Linked DNA regions of Canis lupus: region 2 is linked to region 1. A link is a contact called in public Hi-C data. All regions are on one chromosome and are shown on one strand. Each heading gives the region's core, a stretch centred on a gene start, on an enhancer-like site or on the middle of the called end of the contact. The rest is flanking DNA. Distances are from core to core; before and after follow the strand shown.

Region 1 (5,904 bases), core at 2,338-4,837:
TAATCAAAGTTATCCATCTAGATGTCATTATTGGGTCTAACCACCACCTTCCTAATAGGAAGATCATGTGAAATAAAGAACAAAAGAAAAAACAAGTGTGTATATATATATATATATATATATATGTATATATATATATATAGACAGTAATGAGGACTATAAAGAACAAAATTCATTTTTTTTATACAGTAATTTTTATTTAATAAATTTTATTTAAATTATATGTAAAAGGAAACCAGGAGTTGATTAATTTGTGAAATCAACGAGACTAAAGCTGATCTCTGTGAGCATAATTCACTGGTGGCCAAGTGAAACTCTACAAAACAGCCCCAGCCTTTTCCTCATAGGAGTTGAGAGAACTGTACATTTTTTATTCAAAAAAGAAGTCTCTATTAAAGAGCAATTCTATGAGAGCCCAAACAAGTTCTCATTATTTCACTGATTTAAATATTTTTGCCTACTCATGTGGATCAATTAGTTCAGCTACTTTACCAATTTCTCAGCTAATTTACCAATTGTGCGATGCAGCAGCAAACATCAAGACATAATGTAAAGACAGTACCATGACATTTATAGAAGAAAATAAATGTAAGACTCAAAGAACCATGTCAAAGTCTGTTAAAATTTGTGGTTACTGTGCATTTTCTTAAGGACTGATAACCTACAAAACCTACTATTTATTACTGATGACCGAATTATCTAATTATCAACAGAGAAGAGTGACAAGAAAAAAAAAACTGGGTTTAAAAAAAAAAAAAAAAAGGCAGGAACGTCTGCCTTGGGCTCAGGGCACGATTCTGCGGTCAGGGATTGAATCCCAGATTCCACTCCTTTCAGGGAGCCTGCTTCTCCCTCTGCCTGTGTCTCTGCTTCTGTGTGCGTGTCTCTCATGAATAAATAAAATTTTTTTAAAAAGCACTGCAAGTAAAATCTCTAATACAGTTGGAGTATGTGCTAGGTTTAATTCTACAAAGTTATGAAAAGGCTAAATCATCTAGAAGTAAAATCCTCACAGCACTCTGAGTCTGAGAAAGGGGCTCAATCTCATACTACATAAAAGCGGGCCTTCTTTTACACCACCTCAAAAATCACCAGTCTTCACCTTCCTTCGTAGTTTTTTAACTCATACCTTACCTAGTGTCATATTAATACAAAATCATGAAAAGTTTTTTTTACAAGTCAATCATATTCTTTGGAAATACCTTTAAAATGGACCCAGCAGTACTGCATTAAACCCATGTTTTTCATAAAAAGGTAGAAGATTAATAGTCCTTTTTCCATCTAATCACACAAAACTGAAATCCGTTCTCAGTGAAGTTCTTAACACACTCTGTATCTTTAACAGTCAAAATGCCCAAAGTTAAGTGTCTCAAAAGACAACCTAAACTCTGAGGGCTGAAATCTGGACAGAAGAGCTATTCCAGTTCACATTGCTTCACTATACTTAAAAAAATAAGAGGCTTACCTGATGCAACTCAAACCGCCCCCAAAATGACCCATTTGGTACTTTATTTTCTGGATCGTTATCTTTTCAAATAATAATATTGTGAAACAGCTTTGAATCTTTTTGCTATAACTATGAACCCTAAATATGCCAATACTACCCATACTTAATAAACTAAGCAATAAATTTAAACTCGGTATAGATTCTAAAAGCATCTCTTCCACATTAAAATACCCCTTTATTGAATACCAAAGTTACTACGAACCAACCGAGAAACTATTTTCCGTAAGTATTAAGTCAATGTATCAAAAAACTATCTGGATACTATCCCTTGAATTTAAAAAGTGCATTATAGTTCTTTTCTAAAAAATATTCAGTTCTCTTTCCCATTTAGAAAACAGGGAGTCAGTGTGGGACATGAGACAGGAGAAGAAGAAATAATCATAAAAATAGGTAACATGTACTGAATGAATATCTACCACCGCCAGGCACGGCAATAAATAGATGAACCATTCAATGTAAAGGTGCTGTTATCAGGAAAGTACTTCAATCTTGAGTCTAGAAATCAGAAAATAATTTAGAGAAGTTAAGCAACTTTCTCCAAGTCAAAGAATAAGTAGATGTGATGTAAGGTCTGTCCAAATCCGAAGCCTAAGCTTATGTTCTTAAAATTAAAATACGGCAGTATACTACAAAAGCAAATTTTTATTTTTTTTTATTTTTTTAAGGATTTTATTTATTCATGAGAAACAGAGACAGAGAGAGAGAGAGAGAGGCAGAGACACAGGCAGAGGGAGAAGCAGGCTCCACGCAGGGAGCCCGACGGGGGACTCGATCCCGGGTCTCCAGGGTCACGCCCCGGGTCCAAGGCGCGCTCAACCGCTGAGCCACCCGGGCTGCCCCCAAAGCAAATTTTTCACTGCTTTAAATTCTTTAGGTGCTCAAGAACTCAAAGGTCCAGTGGTCACTCCGAATCATTCATAGTCATGTATGAACTAGGGAGAAAAGCTGGACCCATAACCTCGGTGACTTGATACCTGTCCGGAATGAACACACGTCCCACAATCTTACTCTTTAGAGCCTTTCAAAGAACATCTGCAGCCACCAACAAGCCCAAAGGCAAGAGACTAAAAGCTGTGTGTCTGCGCTTAACAGTTCTTTCCTCCTCCGTCCTGGATGCGCCGCTCCGGCCGGGTGCTTTCCTGTGCCCTCGCCGCCCGAGCCCCGAGCCCCGAGCCCCGAGCCCCGAGCAGGAGTGCGCGGCGCTGGCGCCGACCTGTGGGTGCTCGTCCCCAGAGCGGCCCCAGTTACCCCACGGACCAGCCAACCCCGGGGGGCAGGACCACTTCCTAATGACCGAGCTCTGCTCCTCTCCCGCCTTCGCTCCTCATCAAGAACTTCTCCCCTCCCAATGGCTCACCTGGCACGCCAGAGGACTTGGTTAAACTACGAACTCTCGGTATCGAGGTCCTTTTCTCCTTCTGCGACCGCCCTTTCAAGCCACCGAAACCCCCAGGCCAGGCCCCCCCCGCCCCCGCGGTCCGCATGCTGGGGCACTCACCGAGGCTCAGGGCCAGGGGCTCCGGGTCGTGCGCGGGGCGCCCCGGGGGGGCCCCTCAATACCTCCTCGGGAGCGCGGGGAGCAAAGGCAGCGAGGGGGGAGGCGGGGGGGGCGCCCAACAATTTCCCGCCGCGGAGCCCGTGCAGCAGCGCCCCGGCTGGGGCCGGAGCAGAGGAGCCGAGGGGAGAGCCGGCGCGGGACAGGGGGCCGCGTCGGTGCCCGTGGGCGGGCAGGCGCCGTCCGTCCGTCCGTCCGTCCGTCGATCTGTCGGTCGGACGCAGGCTTTTTGGAAGACGCGGGCGCCGTCTCCGCGGGTCCCCAGGCGCGCTCCCGGGCCTCGGCCCGCGCCTCCGCCCCTCCCTCCGCCCCCGGCCTCCCGCACACCGAAGAGCCGGGCGGGCCAGCCCTGCGAGGCCGAGGGCCGCCCAGAGACGCGCCCGCGCTCACCTGACGCTCCACCGGCAGCACCGCGGTCTGCACCCGGCGCGAGCGCCTCAGCCCAGCGGGTCCCCGAGATCAGCTGATTCACGGGGGGCGGGGCCTCGGGCGGCGGGGCGGCGAGCTCGCGTGAGGGCGGGCGGGGATACCCCGAGTAGGCGGGGCCACACGCCGACGGCGTCTGATAGCGATCAAAATTATCCGGGAGGCCTCCGGCGCTGCGGGCTCGGTCCTCCGCGGTGCTGCCCCTCCCTCAGGACGGGGCGGAGCCACCAGCCCTAAAACGCGCTTGGGCGGTGACGTAACACGGAGTCGCCGGGGCCTAACTACCCGAGAGCTTCCATGGTAACGGGTGGCGATGAAAGTAATTGCGAGCTGCAGGCGTTCTGCTGCCACCCCAGACTGCGGAAGTCAGAAGGATAAGTTCGCTACCCATTCGGGGAAAAGGCTAAATGGTCTGCAAACTGCGTCTGTGGAGTCTACGCTACCGGTAGTCGCTTCTGCCCCCCGCGAATGACGTCATCGCCGAGCGGCGCCCGTGGGTCCTAGTGCCCCCACTGTTTTGACTTGGTTGCAACCCCAAAAGGTGGGATGTGGTTGGAGGAAATGCATCGGTACCTCTTGAGATTCCCCATAGGGTTGCCCAGCGTACAATCTGCGTAAAACTAGTTTACGTGTTCGGCGCGCAGTTTCGCGACAGTCTGCTGGGCGCAGCCACAGCCCCTCCTCGACCGGGCTCGCAGCCGGAGAGTCCTCCCGGGAGGATTTTCCGGAGCCGCCACCCTCGGCGCAGGGTGGGTGCGAGCTCCGTGCTGGTAGGAACCGGGCCATCCCTGGGCCTCTATTCAGGCCACGAGAGACAGAGATGCAGGCAAGGTGTGAAGTTCCTGTGCACAAATGGGTGTATCCCGTTCACCCTGAGCCCCATCGCTTCCTTGATTCTCCACCCACCTGCAAATGCAAAATCGTTGGGTCCGCAACAATTCAGCCAACTTTGTCCACTCTTGCACCAGTGCTTCGGACGACGGAACCTCGAGAATTGGCAGCAACGCAAACCACAGGTGCAAAGGACTTGCAGGCGGCCAGGCAATCTTGCTAAGCCTGCAAACAGCCCTTTAATACACAACTACTGGGAATTCCTACTTTTCCCATCGCCTGTTATTCACAACCTACACACATTGGTAACTGAACTCTTCCTACCCACCCCACCCTCCCTTGGTAGACAGGCTTTTGTTTGTTTTTTTAAACATTTTATTTATTAGTGAGAGACACAGAGAGAGGCAGAGGGAGAAGCAGGCTCCGTGCAGGGAGCCCGAGAGCCCGACGTGGGACCCGATCCCGAGTCTCCAGGGTCACGCTCTGGGCCAAAGGCAGGCGCTGAACCCCTGAGCCACCCGGCCTGCCCAGTAGACAGTTTTTAAAATAAAAATTTTAAAACTGCCTCCTACTTTTCTGGGGAAAAAGCGCTACCACTTGGGATACATTTCCCTGACTCCCACCAGCCACTCTTACAAAAGCTACCCGCCCTAGCCTTCCTTTCCTTCTCCCTCTTTCTCTTTAGAAGAGCTGTTCTGCGCTCTCAAAATTTATCCCTCCACCTGAATTCAGGATCCCTTCCAATCCCCTAGGGGATTTGCTCCATTACTTATCCCTTCCCTTTTGTTTATTTTCAATCTTTGCTTTTATTACTCCTACTCCTCGGGATATAAGCCTGTTCCTGCCTTTTGCCTCTTTAATGTCTTTTTCTTCTGTTCTTTTAGTTTGCAGCCTAATTTTTTAAGATTTTATTTATTTATTCATGAAAGACACACACAGAGAGAGGCAGAGACACAGGCAGAGGGAGAAACAGGCTCCATGCAGGGAGCCCGGCATAGGACTTGATCCTGGGACTCCGGGGTCATGACCTGAGCTGAAGGCAGATGGTCAACCCCTGAGCCACCCAGGCATCCCTCTCCCTCTACTTTCTGACCTCCCAATCTTTCTCATCTCAATCTGCAATCTCTTTTTCAGGTCTAATGAAACTAGTAGTCACCTAATTTTGGAACCTAGTGAGATAGACTGAGAATGGAATGAACCATTCTGTGCAACTAGAAAGAAAGAATAAATGTATTGATATGGAATGCTCTAGAAGTTAGTTCTTAAAAGAAAAAAAAAGGTAAATGCTGAGTCATGTTTATTATATTCTACCAATTGTATGTTACAATGTGTGTTTGAGAGAGAGAAATATATATCCTTGTCTTTGTGTTTACATATGTGAGCTCTGAAAGGATATGTTAAAAGGTGACTGACCCTGGGGAAGAGAATTAGGAACCGTGGGAGGAAAACTCACTTTTCACTCTATGGCATATTGCGTTGTTTAAACTTATAACTTGGGCAGCCCGGGTGGCTCAGCGGTTTAGCGCCTGCCTTCAGCCCAGGGCATGATCCTGCAGGCCCGGGATCGAGTCCCATGTCAGGCTCC
Region 2 (5,904 bases), core at 1,403-3,902, 230 kb after region 1:
GGGGGGAAACTGATGCTCGGGAAGAAAAAAAAAGGGGGGGGGGATTCCTGTTGAGCAGCGGATGGAGAATGTGAGCTGTCTGACACCCTACCTTGGCCCAAATGATTCCGCTCTCCAGATCCATTAACAAGAGTGGGAAAGGACAAAGAACTGTGAAGTGGTAGGTAAGATGCTCGGTAAACTTCAGTAATAGAAAATAAAGAAAAACAGAGGAAGCCAAAGTCTCCAATGGAAGGGAACCCAATGAATTGTCTTACATTTCAGAACCTGTTTTTTCTTGCTGGAAAAGCAGCTCACCCGAGTCAGCAAAAGCAGTAACTTTTACAAACACGCAACCTGATCAGAAATCTCCCAGGGACCAGCGCCTGGAACTGAGGCTGGCAGAAGGAAGGGCTCAGCCAGGAGTAACGTTTTCTTAAGCATAGTATTGGGTGTGCATGTGTGTGTGCATGTGCGTGTGCACGTGCGCGTGTGCATGTGCGCATGTGTGTATCAGAGACAGTGAGAGACAGATTTAGCCTTTCTCAGACTGTCACTTTCCTGCATGGGAATTCGCGATACTCCCTGCTTCCCGGAGAGAGGGGAGAGCCCCCCCCTCCCCCCCGGTGAATTCTGACCTCGTCCGGAGTAACCGGGGAGCTCACGGGAGCACCCAGTGCCGCGAGCAAGACGGAAGATTTGACCGGGAACAAAAGACCGCTAGCCCGTCAGAAAACGCCACTGGAGCACACGGGTAACCTCTCTTTGTGTTCTGAAAACTCCTTAATTAGCAAGTGCCCTGGTTTCTTACACGCATTTAAACTCCTCTCCGCGCGTCTCAACTACAGGATCAGGTCGCTGCGGCTGCAGCGCAGAGGGGACCCCGGGTGGCCACGCGCCCGAGATCCAGGGAAAGCTCCGCAGTCCAAGGCGCGCTGCAAGCCGTCCCGTGTGCCCGGGCGTTCGGTCTCAGGTACTTTAAAATCATCCCTCCCCGCGTCCCCCCGCCAACCCCTAGTTTTCCTGGAACGGCTCAAAAGCCACAGCAGACTGCTAGGCTCCCGGCCGCGCGCGCGGGCGGGGCGGCCGGGGGGCCCCGGGGTCCCCGAGCCCCCTCGGAGGGGTCTGCACTTCCTCCCGCCTTAAGTCGGCCCCCTCCTCCCGACTCCCGTCTCTGGGACGCGGGGCCCCTCCTCCCTCCTGCTGCCGGGAGAGGGGGGTGCGAGGGACTGTGGCCTCACGTGGTCTGTTTGGGTCTGGGGAGAAAAGGGCGACCTGGGAGGCGCACCCTTCTCGCTCGGTGCCGAAGCCCGCACTTAGGGTCCAGCTGCCCCCAAAGCGCCCTGCCAATCCCAGCGCTGCGGGCCCGGGCAGGGCCACCCTGAGTGACCCCGGGTCACGTCCCTCTGCGCGGTTCCCAGCGGCTCCCAGGAAAGCCTCCCTCGCCGCGCCCTCCAGCTCGAGACGAGCGTTTCAGCGGACCCGGAAGAGGAACACATCTTTATAAGCCAATTCCCTTTCTGGTGCGTTTTACCCCCCACCCCCCACCCCTCGAGCGAATTCACCGTAAAAGTTTTTCTGAACTTTTCCGTCCCGGCCCCCTGCCCCTCCCCTCAGGAATCCGCCCAGAGCGCTGCAGGCTCCGCCCCCCGGGCCTCCCTCGCCCCGCCCTCCAGACTTCCACCCAATCCGGAGGCCGCCACACGGAAAACAAAGGCTGCCATTGGGCCGCCCTGGAGCCCGAGGGCCCGCCCCCGGCGTGGTTTGTGAATGGGGGGAGGGGAGGGGGCGGGGCGGCCCGGAGCCCCGCGAGCCCGACGCTTCTTCTGGCGAGTTGCGCGACTCCGAGGCGTTACTCTGCGCTCCCTCCCGGCGGGCGGCGGCGGCGGCGGCGGCGGCGGGCGGGCGGGCGGGCGCCGGGACACTCGGGCCGGGGCTTCGCGAGGCTGGAGAGGCCAGGCCCAGGCCGCGGGCAGCGGGCCCTCGCGGCTTCGGACGCAGTGCGACTGGATTTCCAAAACGAACTCGCTGAGCTCTTGGCTGCAAAGCGCCGATCGGACTCGGAGCGAGGATCGCCCGCTTGGCAGAAACTTGGGGGCCGAGCTCTCGGGGCTGGAGAAGGAGCGGGGGAGTCGGAAAGGCGGCGGCGGCGGCGGCGGCGGCGGCGGCGGCGAGCAGAGCCTCGAGGCGAGGAGGCGGAGCAGCACCGCCTCGGCGGCGGCCTCGGCTCGCGGGCGGCGGCGCCGGCTCTCGCCCGCCGGGGGCCGGACTCGGCGCGGGGGGCGCGTGCGGAGCCGTGCGCTGTGGGCCGGCCGACTTTGGGCAAACTTTGAAGGGGAACCCGAGACGCTTGTTGCTCCTCGCCGCGGAGAACGCCGCACCGTTACGTCGCCGCGGGAGAAGGCGGCGGCCCCCGTCCGCGCCCCCGGCCCGGGCCGACGAGTCCGGGGCTCCCGGCGGCCGCCCCGCTGCTGGGCGGAGACGGCGGCGGCGCCCCCGCGGCGCGGGCACCCGGGCTGCAGCGCCCTGAGCTCCGCGCCGCCCACGCCCCGGCCGCGGCGCCGGGAGGACTCTCATGCGCCGGGCGCGGCCGCGCCTCCCCGGATCCAAGCCTCTCGCGGCCGCGTCGTCGCGCTGCTCGGGCTGAGAGCGCCGCCGCACCCGTGGCCGGCGATGCGGGGCCCCGGCGCGGCCGCGGCGCGCTCGCCCCTGGGCCTGTGCACCCTGGCGCTTGCGCTGCTGGGCGCGCTGCCCGCCGGCGCCGGGGCGCAGCCGTACCACGGCGAGAAGGGCATCTCGGTGCCGGACCACGGCTTCTGCCAGCCCATCTCCATCCCGCTGTGCACGGACATTGCCTACAACCAGACCATCCTGCCCAACCTGCTGGGCCACACGAACCAGGAGGACGCGGGCCTCGAGGTGCACCAGTTCTACCCGCTGGTGAAGGTGCAGTGTTCTCCCGAGCTGCGCTTCTTCCTGTGCTCCATGTACGCGCCCGTGTGCACCGTGCTGGACCAGGCCATCCCGCCGTGCCGCTCCCTGTGCGAGCGTGCCCGCCAGGGCTGCGAGGCGCTCATGAACAAGTTCGGCTTTCAGTGGCCCGAGCGGCTGCGCTGTGAGAACTTCCCCGTGCACGGCGCCGGCGAGATCTGCGTGGGCCAGAACACGTCCGACGGCTCGGGGGGCGCGGGCGGCGGCCCCACGGCCTACCCCACTGCGCCCTACATGCCGGACCTGCCCTTCACCGCCCTGCCCCCGGGGGCAGCTGACGGCAGGGGCCGCGCTGCCTTCCCTTTCTCGTGCCCCCGCCAGCTCAAGGTGCCCCCCTACCTGGGCTACCGCTTCCTGGGCGAGCGCGACTGCGGCGCCCCGTGCGAGCCGGGCCGAGCCAACGGCCTGATGTACTTTAAGGAGGAGGAGAGGCGCTTTGCCCGTCTCTGGGTGGGCGTGTGGTCGGTGCTGTGCTGCGCCTCGACGCTCTTCACGGTGCTCACCTACTTGGTGGACATGCGGCGCTTCAGCTACCCCGAGCGGCCCATCATCTTTCTGTCGGGCTGCTACTTCATGGTGGCCGTGGCGCACGTGGCCGGCTTCCTGCTGGAGGACCGCGCCGTGTGCGTGGAGCGCTTCTCAGACGACGGCTACCGCACGGTGGCGCAGGGCACCAAGAAGGAGGGCTGCACTATCCTCTTCATGGTGCTGTACTTCTTCGGCATGGCCAGCTCCATCTGGTGGGTCATCCTGTCGCTCACCTGGTTCCTGGCAGCCGGCATGAAGTGGGGCCATGAGGCCATCGAAGCCAACTCGCAGTACTTCCACCTGGCCGCGTGGGCTGTGCCCGCTGTCAAGACCATCACCATCCTGGCCATGGGCCAGGTGGACGGGGACTTGCTCAGCGGGGTGTGCTACGTGGGCCTGTCCAGCGTGGATGCGCTGCGGGGCTTCGTGCTGGCGCCCCTGTTCGTCTACCTCTTCATTGGCACGTCCTTCCTGCTGGCCGGCTTCGTGTCCCTCTTCCGTATCCGCACCATCATGAAGCACGACGGAACCAAGACCGAGAAGCTGGAGAAGCTCATGGTGCGCATCGGCGTCTTCAGCGTGCTCTACACGGTGCCAGCCACCATCGTCCTGGCCTGCTACTTCTACGAGCAGGCCTTCCGCGAACACTGGGAGCGCACCTGGCTCCTGCAGACGTGCAAGAGCTACGCGGTGCCCTGCCCGCCTGGCCATTTCCCGCCCATGAGCCCCGACTTCACTGTCTTCATGATCAAGTACCTGATGACCATGATCGTGGGCATCACCACCGGCTTCTGGATCTGGTCCGGCAAGACTCTGCAGTCTTGGCGCCGCTTCTACCACAGACTCAGCCACAGCAGCAAGGGGGAGACTGCGGTATGAGCCCCGGCCCCTCCCCCACCCTCCCTTCCCCCATCCCCAAGCAGGGGGAGAGACGCGGGAAGGAGAGAACTGTTGAGGGGGGTGGGGTTCTGGAACCTGCACACCCCCCGCCCCCTTCCAATGAGAAGTGACCTGGAAGAGAGATGATAGTTGTAGATTTGGGGCGAGGAGTGGGTTTGGAAAAGGAGGCCTGGGTGGAAAGACGGTTTGGATGAAAAGACTTATGGCAAAGACTTGCAGAAAGAGGATGATGATGATGATGGTGATGATGGTAAGGCTGATGTTAATAATCACGCCCGGTGCGGGGCCAACCTGGGCCTGTCGAGATTGAGCCCAGCAGAGATGGCTCTGAGTTCTTCCTGGCCCCGGGGCTGAACTGAGACTGAGCGATTCCCCTGCTGCAAGACAAGTGGCCTGTCCTCACTCCCGTGAGGCCCGGGTGAAAGGTACAGCTCTGTCTGCGGCGGCGGCTTTGTTGGGAAAAGGGAGGACTCCCTGCGGTGTCCTTGTCAAGCGGTGGTCAAACCATAATCTCTTTTCACTGGGGCCAAACTGGAGCCCAGATGGGTTAATTTCCAGGGTCAGACATTACAGTCTCTCCTCCCCTGGCCCCTCCCGCCTGTTTTTCCTCTCCTACTCCTTTCAAGTCTTGTAAAATAAGCATTTGGAGGTCTTGGGAGGCCCGCCTCCTAGAATCCTAATGTGAGGATGCGAAAGAAATGAAGATAAACATTTAGAGTTGAGGCAAAGGAGATGAGTAGTAGGTATTTCTGCTTTTTTATTTTCTGAGGAAGGCAGAAGGAAGAAGGTATTTTATTTGGTTTAATACCCTGAAAAGAAGTGATGACTTGTTGCTTTTCAAAACAGGAGTGCATTTTCCCCCTTGTCTTTGTTGTAAGAGACAAAAGAGGAAACAAAAGTGTCTCCCCTGTGGAAAGGCATAACTGTGAAGACAGCAACTTTTATAGGCAAAGTAGCACAAGTCAGAGGTTTTCCTTTGGATGTTAATTTGGCTGAGATAAACATTCCTTTTTAAGGAAAAGTAAACGGCACCGTGCTTCCCACGTATACCCCAGTCAGTCAGAGGTTCTGACTTGGCTAAAGGAAATGCAGGGGGTTTTGTTGTGTTTGTTTTAAATAAATTTAACTCAGAACACACAATCCTATCTACAGGCTCTGTTCAGATGTTCAGGGAAATCTCTCCCTTTATTATTATTTTTTTCTTCCTATAAACCTGCCTTTAGGTTTTCTATTTTCTTCTGATTTGAATCCTTCAAGATAAAAGGAAAAGCATAATGCCCTCAGCCTCCATAATAAAGAAGTTAAATTTTTTTAAAAAGTAAAGAACCATTTTGTCCTGTTTTCTTAGTTCCATAAATCCGTTTATAAAACATCATGTGTATGCTGACCCTGTCTTTGTGTGGCTGGGTGGGGAGGTGACCTGCAGAAATGGCAGTGAATGAAGGGGACAGTTCAAACCGTGGGTCCCATTTTTAAGGAAAGTCATTAAAAGAAGGTAAACTTCAA

Evidence for each region. Hi-C and Micro-C count contacts between places; a contact is called where the count stands out from the background.
Region 2: a contact with region 1 is called in a Hi-C map of blood, with 3 times the contacts expected there. The contact joins the promoter of FZD7 here to the promoter of ALS2 in region 1. A contact is called at or near these places in 2 of 9 Hi-C or Micro-C datasets (amygdala and blood).

The regions. Positions count from the first base shown.
Region 1 is chr37:10,679,887-10,685,790 of UU_Cfam_GSD_1.0, forward strand. It overlaps ALS2 (alsin), which reads right to left and starts at 3,588. Exons shown (of 34, transcript XM_038585377.1): 1 at 3,453-3,588.
Region 2 is chr37:10,911,336-10,917,239 of UU_Cfam_GSD_1.0, forward strand. FZD7 (frizzled-7) reads left to right here and starts at 2,653. Exons shown (of 1, transcript XM_038585390.1): 1 at 2,653-5,904. The coding sequence starts at 2,653. The coding sequence ends at 4,377.